Regions from separate parts of the Mus musculus genome. Here region 1 is linked to region 2. Evidence: chromatin contacts called from public Hi-C data. All regions are on one chromosome and are shown on one strand. The core of a region is the stretch at or near the end of the contact, and the rest is flanking DNA. Distances in the headings are between cores, read along the strand shown. Region 1 has its middle 35 kb from the start of Gm22140. Region 2 has its middle 85 kb from the start of Fut10.

Region 1 (3,324 bases), core at 599-3,098, 950 kb after region 2:
CTAAGGCAGCCCACCTCTACTGCCTGTGTGGGAAAATGCCCTGCAGTGAATCAAATTCATTCAGCAAAACTAGGGGAAAATATTTGCCTGGCAAGTCAACACGCCTCTCTCCGTGCTTGTCTGGACAGAGCTAGGGTGGACTTGACATTTTTTTCCCTTTTGTCAGAAATGCGTGTATAACGTTGCATATTTTCACAAGAGTGTCCTTCAAACGGGGACTTTTCAAGCTGCAAAATTAGTGTCATGACAATGGGAACAAACACACCCCAAAGTGCCTGGATAGTGGATTTCAAGCTTAGCAACTATATATGGATTCCCTGGCAATCAGAAATAGCCCATCACGCACGATCTACGTGCATGGGTTGGAGGTAACCTGCCACAAGGCTAAGCTAAAGTTGTTGGGAACAGAGCTTTTCAAAAGCCAAGGTGCCTCCAAAGATAAGGCTCTGAATTTTTAGTCTGTAGTATCGGAAACAAACAGACAAGCATAAAAGCAAACTGAAGCAGATATGGTGAGACTTGCACACTAGCAGCCAAGAAGGCAGCTAACTCCAAAAGCCTACAGAGAACAAAGCACATCTCAGCTTTGTTCCCTGAGCTTAAGTGAGGGAGTCTACCACAGGCCACTAATAAAGAAACAACAGTGGATGCTCACAGTGAACTATTGGATGGAACACAGGGTCCCTAATGAAGGAGCTAGAGAAAGTACCCAAGGAGCTAAAGGGGTCTGCAACCCTGTAGGAGGAACAACAATAGGAACTAACTAGTACCCCCCCCTCCCCACCTCAGAGCTCATGTCTCTAGCTGCATATGTAGTAGAGGATGGCCTAATAAGCCATCAATGGTAGGAGAGGCCTTTTGTCTTGTAAAGATCATATGTCCCAGTACAGGGGAATGCCAGGACCAGGAAGCGGGTGAGGACATTCGATGGGACTCTGGAACAAGGTAAACTGTAGGACACAGATTTCCTGTGTCTTTCATTATTCTCCTTCAAGTGGACATTATAACCCAGGGAAGTTCAACTCTCTTTCCTTCCTGTCCCCCTCTTAATGGGTGTGTACATGGGGAGAGCATGTTTGGCTATGAGCACTTCACTTGCAATACTGACCAAGGACATCCTTTTGAGTGACTCTTACTGATGTCACAGTGCCAAGTGATAGTGTCCTTGTAGACTTATTAAGAGAACAAAGGGTTGTTGTGTGGAAGACAGCTGCCACAAGCTTTGCTGCCTTTGCTGGTTTTGGAAATGGGCAAGGCATAGTTCAAGTTGCAGAGCTGTTAAAATAACCTGTTTCCACTGTGTTTAAGGGAGAGGAGAGCTACAAAGACATAACGGTAAAGCTGAAGGGACTGGGATTGGAGAATGTCTAGATAATCAATATCTGGCAGGGGGAAGCGGATGAGATAGTGTCTAAGATGGAGCGTGTTCGGGAGGCAGCAATCGGGAAATTCAGCTATACAAAGGAGCAGAGTTTAGCAACAAGAAGCAGTTTGTGGGGATGCCAACTAAGGGGGGGTGGTGTCAAAAGTCTCACGAATCTTAAAAGTCACTGTCACCACAAGGAAGTTAGTACAGGAGCAGAATTTATTGGTAGTTATTAAAGTGGAAGTTAAGGAAATCTAAGTAGTAGCCATCTGGTTTCCTGTTTAGAAATGCCCAATGGAGGGGTGTAGGTGGGTGGGTGGGGACTTTAACCCTAACTTAAAAGTGGGGAAAACAAAGAAACCCTGAGGAAATAGCAGTGGGTGTGTGTGTGTCGGAAACGCAGGCACTGCTCTGCTGTTCTGAGAACAGTTTACAGAAGCAGCCTCATTCTGCGCTGTAGGTGGGGTTTGGTCAGCTGAGCAGCCCTGATAACCGTCTTTTGTGAAAAGTTCTGAGGCCGAGGCACATTTCCAGTGAGTTGCCAGAAGACAGGCATAGTTTGTGCTAATGGCTCCTCATTCTCACAGAGAGAACGGCAAGCAGAGCGAGGTAATAAGAATGCTACCACAGGCTGTCTCAGGGGCCATGTATGAGCCTTTGGCTACCTAAGAAGTCACTGGGTACTCAGTCACCTGAGTGGACTTTAGACGCACTTGTTCAAACATCCTTGTTTTCTCCTGTAAGAGAGTCAAAGCCCAGAGAGGGCGATGACAGGGGCTGTCTTCACACAGCAGGAAATGGGCGAGCTGGTTTGGGTCACGACTAGCCCAGTATTTGAAAGGAGTTGATGTTAAACTGCAGCTCACCAAGGCAGAGGCCTGTGGACCACAAAGCAAGAATGAGTCGTCAGCAGGTGGGAGGGGTGTGGCTGAGTGCATTCTTTTTGCTGACGAATGTGCACGTTCTGACTGTACACATTCCAGAAAATGCCCCAGGCCCCGGATTTTCAGAAACACCACCCTCTTCCCTTTTTGAGTTGGCTGCGAATGGTCTTTTTTGCTTGGAATCAAACACTGGTTATTTTCATACTGGGCAAACAGAGCCTGTTGGTTTTCCTCTCTTGGATAAAGAGTGTCTTCTCTAGCCACTCTTTCCATGGAGTGGTTTCCTTTTGCCATGGTTTATCAATGGGTTCCACGGGGTAAGTTGGATACACATGGGCAGGTTAAGATACATTGAGAGGAACGTGACACAGGCGCTGGGTAGTACTGCCACTTAGCTAACACTCCCTAAAGTATTATGACAACTGCCTGACCTCTTTAACTGGGAAATGAGAATCTAGTTTCTTAATCTCTTAATAATTGCCTCTTATTAAAAACCTGGTAGGGATTAGAATTTCAATTAAATTTAAATCCTAAGTGTGTATGAATGCTGTAGGAATGAGCCTGATAGGGCCCCAGTCTATGAACCACTGAGTTGGTTCTCAGATCAATTCCATCCTTTCAAGTAGCATTTTAAATTAGTTAATTAATGAGTTAATTAATATCTGGCCTTGGATAAACACCCCCCAAAGACCTAACAAGGTCCCCAAATTAGAAGTAATCTTTCTCCTCTCTTCACCCAAGCTGTGAAAAACTCCATTCTCCCCTCGTAGCTGATGTTAAAATGCAGAGCCAATGGAGCCCAAAGACCGACTGAAACTCAAATGGAAAGAGAAGGGCAAGGATTAGACTTCATCAGCAGTCATAACTCGTTAGCAGCACTAGCCGCCGCAACAGTTGTCAGTTTGCTGTAGCTCAGGTCAGTAGCAAGCCCTCGGACCCTTGTTTCAGGGACCGCCCCATAGGAAGAGCAGGAGACATCTGGCTGGTAACCCACTCTAAGATCTCCAACTCAAGGAGGGAACTCTGGCTAACTTTAGCATGCCAGTCTCCTTAGAGTCCATTTGAATGCAAACA
Region 2 (3,582 bases), core at 1,070-3,569:
GATAGGGTCTCAAGTAGCCCAGACTGGCCTTGAGCTCGTCACCATCTCTCAAGTAGTGATTTTATGCAGTGCTGAGGATCGAACCTGGGTCCTCATGGTTGCTAGGTTAGTGCTCTCCCCACTGAGTCACACAGTCAGCCCTCAAACTTGTTTGTTTTCTAAGGAGAGAAAGAGATGAAGTGGATCCAGATGGGAGGGGAAGTGGAGAGGAACCAGGAGGAGGAGAGGGATAGAAATCATAACCAGGGTATATTATGTGAGAAATATAAAGCTATTTTCAATAAAGGGGGGGGTGTTCAGCTCTGCAGTTGGTACATCTAGAAGCAATCATTCCTATAGAAATGTCTGAACGAGCCAGTGCTTACTTAACGGGAGCACCTCCAAAGGGTCAAGTTTTATCCTACGGGCTGCGTCCAATCACCATCTACACATGTGCATAGGCTGGACAGCGGCTTGCTTCCAAGGGCTTGCCATTGTTATATCCATCCCCACCCCCAAAGAAAAATCTCAGTCCTGTCAGGAATTATCCAACTCCTTGGCAACAGGAATAAACACTGGAGTTAAAAAATATAAAAGGGGGGCTGGTGAGATGGCTCAACGGTTAAGACCACCGAATGCTCTTCTGAAAGGTCCTGAGTTCAAATCCCAGCAACCACATGGTGGCTCACATCCATCTGTAATGAGATCTGATGCCCTCTTCTGGAGTGTCTGAAGACTGCTACAGTGTACTACATATAATAAATAAATAAATTTTAAAAAAAATAAAAGGAAAAAGAGACAGAAGAAGAAACAGAAAACCAAGGTTCACATAGAAACAGATTGCTACCTGTGATAGCAAACGATTGAAGTCAATTAAAATGGGGATTTCCAGCAAACAAGGTATTTTCCAATTTTCTCTTTGTAAAGCAATTGTAACCAAGAGCTAATAGTCATTTAAAGTTATTAGATCATTGGAAGAGTTATGAAAGAGGGTTTTGATATAAAAATGACAGATGCTCATATTAAAAGATGGGGCTTTATTATTTTCCATGACGAAGAGAGGCCTAGTAAGGTCCCAACCCCCACTTTTCCTGAGCCAGAACCTTCTCCTCCCCAAGCGTTGACGATCTTGGTTTGGGGGCCTTTGGACTCAAGCTTGGAATTCCACTGCCACCCCTACTGCCTGCCCTTTTCAGTTCTTGAATAATTCTTGGACCAGGAATTATACTCAGAGCCCCCCTTTTTCTCCAGCTGCAGGGAGTAGGCAGAGGGGCTTCTTGGCAACTATAATCACATGAGCCAAGACCCTCAATAAATCTCATGACATCTGTCTAAGTCTATCTATATGCCTGTCTTCCTCTATAGCTGCGTCAATATCATCTATATTTATCTCCTATTGACTCTTTCCAAAATTCGTATTCTCATCCATGTTTTGAAAGTCAAATATTCCCAAATAAACTTTACCAAACAGATGTTCCTTGAATTAGAAAGTGCTTTCAGAATACCATTTATAAGTTCAACATGCCTTCTGTCCATCTAGAGTGCTATATTCCATCTCAGGCAGAGTACCCTATGAAGTGCTCTTGTTTCCCCCCAGGATCCTGCGTCTTGCTGGAGTCTGACCTGCTGCCGCCACCAGGCCTCACTAGAGAGTCTCAGATTGCATGACCCCAGTGTGGGAAGAGATTTAAATTCAAAATTGGAACTACAGTCCCATAAATGTGTATTACTTTCATAACATCATGAAGTTGAAAATACTGTAAGTTGAGCCATCATATGTCTGGGCCCATCTGTTATAAAAAGATTCTCAAATTTTCCCAAACTCTAGAAGACTAGCAGCATGGGACAGACAAGTATGGAGAATGTAGAGAAAGAGTTATAGAAGCCCATTCTCGGGTGATAGAAAGACTTTTAAGCTGCTGGGGCAGACTGCTCAGTGGAGCTGATCTACAGATAGTTCCAGAAAGAAAGGCTTCCTGTGTCTCCCCTCCCCTACTTCCTCCCACCCTCCCCACTCCCAGAAAGTGAACACTTCATTTGCAAGAATTCCCCCGACAGGAAATACAATGTTGCAAACTTTGGGCTTTGGGACAGACTCATAACAGGGACAAATTTCAATGCTCTAAAAAGTGCTCTGTGAGCCTTTGGCTTCTGAAGACATGTCGCCGAGCCAAGCTACCATAGTTGGCTCTCAGTGTGGGAGGCTTAGGTACCCTCAGCCCTGCCACCGGTCACTGCTGACTGCGGCTCGATCCACAGAACCATTACACCCTCAGCCGCACGCAGTCCCCGCCGAGGTTGCACAATCCTGCAGTGAACTGGAGGGCCGTGCGTAGGAGGTGGAAAACAAGAAGGGAATGACCCGTGGTGAGCTGGTGTGGACTAGAATCTGTTCTGGCTGTGGGGAGGAGGGCCTTGCTGTAGAACTTTGTTCAACAGTGATCTCATCTCTGGCGAGCTCTGCGGTGACCCTGGAAAAGACTTTTTAGTCTGTGTCAACTTGATCAGAACCTCTAGACGAAACATGCAAGTTCAGCCAAACCATGTGTTCAATGTTTGTTTGACAGTCTTCATTGCGCTGGGAAATCTCAAAAGAGCTCTGCCTACCCTCATTGTCTTCTTTTCTGTCATCGGCACGAACAAATTTGGGAGGCGGGGGTGGGGGGTATTTGACAGTGTAAGCACAATATGCTATTATATGGCAGTTTGGGATTTGAACAGATTTGTAGATGACCGGAAGGTGATGAGAAGGACCAAGGGCCTGAATGTGTCTACCAGAGTTGACAAGATATTTGACATATTCTCTTACCCATTCTCAAGAGAGCAGAGACTGGGCTCTCTTGAGTGTATATATTTCCTTCAGGCTCTACCCACTGGGATAACTGGTTAATTTAGAATAGTCATGGCTTGTTTTCGACTGTTATGTAGGAGGGTAGCGTAGTCTAGGCTAATCTGAAATGAGTACAGCTGGGGGTGAGTGTCAGCTACTTTAGTCATCTTGCATAGACTCCCATCAGTCAAAGCCTGCTTTGGCAACTATCCAAGAAAGAAGGCAGCAACAAGCTGCTCTTCCCAGTGGGGGATTTCACTGTCCATTTGGGTCCCTATGTTTACTGAATTTCAAAGAAACCATGGCAACCATAGTTGTCTCTGTGTCCTCTCCCCTAAATGTTTCTGGTCCCATCTGTTAGCTATTCACTGATAAAAATCTATTTTTCCTTTCTCCTCTTTTCATTGTAAACGGAGGGAGAGTTCTGAGTTACTTTGAAAAAGTTAAAATTTAAACGTACTTGGCTTGGTAAATTTTTGACTAGGGGGCCAGAGAGATGGCTCAGCAGGCAAAGGCACTTGCTGCCGAGTCTGATGACCTGAGTTCAGCCACCAAATGGTAGACGAGAACTTACTCCTACAAGCTGTCCTCTGACACTCATAGCTGTGCCCTGTCACATGGATGTGTGTGTGCGTGACACATACACACACATACACACAGACACAGACACAGACACACACACACACACACACACACACTAAATGTTGCAAACCTATATGTTATATAACATCTTCATACTTTCTCTTCACTCATCTTTGAGAGATTGTTTTATG

What was found. A called contact is a pair of places that touch in the nucleus more often than the background predicts.
Region 1: a contact with region 2 is called in a Hi-C map of Sertoli cells, with 4 times the contacts expected there. The contact joins two enhancer-like sites.

What each region holds. Positions count from the first base shown.
Region 1 is chr8:32,219,138-32,222,461 of GRCm38.p6, forward strand. It overlaps a transcript of Nrg1 not described here. Among named protein-coding and RNA genes, the nearest start is that of Gm22140, 35 kb to the left of the region's middle. Within about 2 kb of position 1,849, at least 38 of the 459 cell types and tissues checked have an H3K27ac peak or open chromatin away from gene starts, as enhancers often do. A contact at or near this core is called in Sertoli cells, where this site is marked.
Region 2 is chr8:31,270,727-31,274,308 of GRCm38.p6, forward strand. No RefSeq gene overlaps it. Among named protein-coding and RNA genes, the nearest start is that of Fut10, 85 kb to the left of the region's middle. Within about 2 kb of position 2,320, at least 58 of the 459 cell types and tissues checked have an H3K27ac peak or open chromatin away from gene starts, as enhancers often do. A contact at or near this core is called in Sertoli cells, where this site is marked.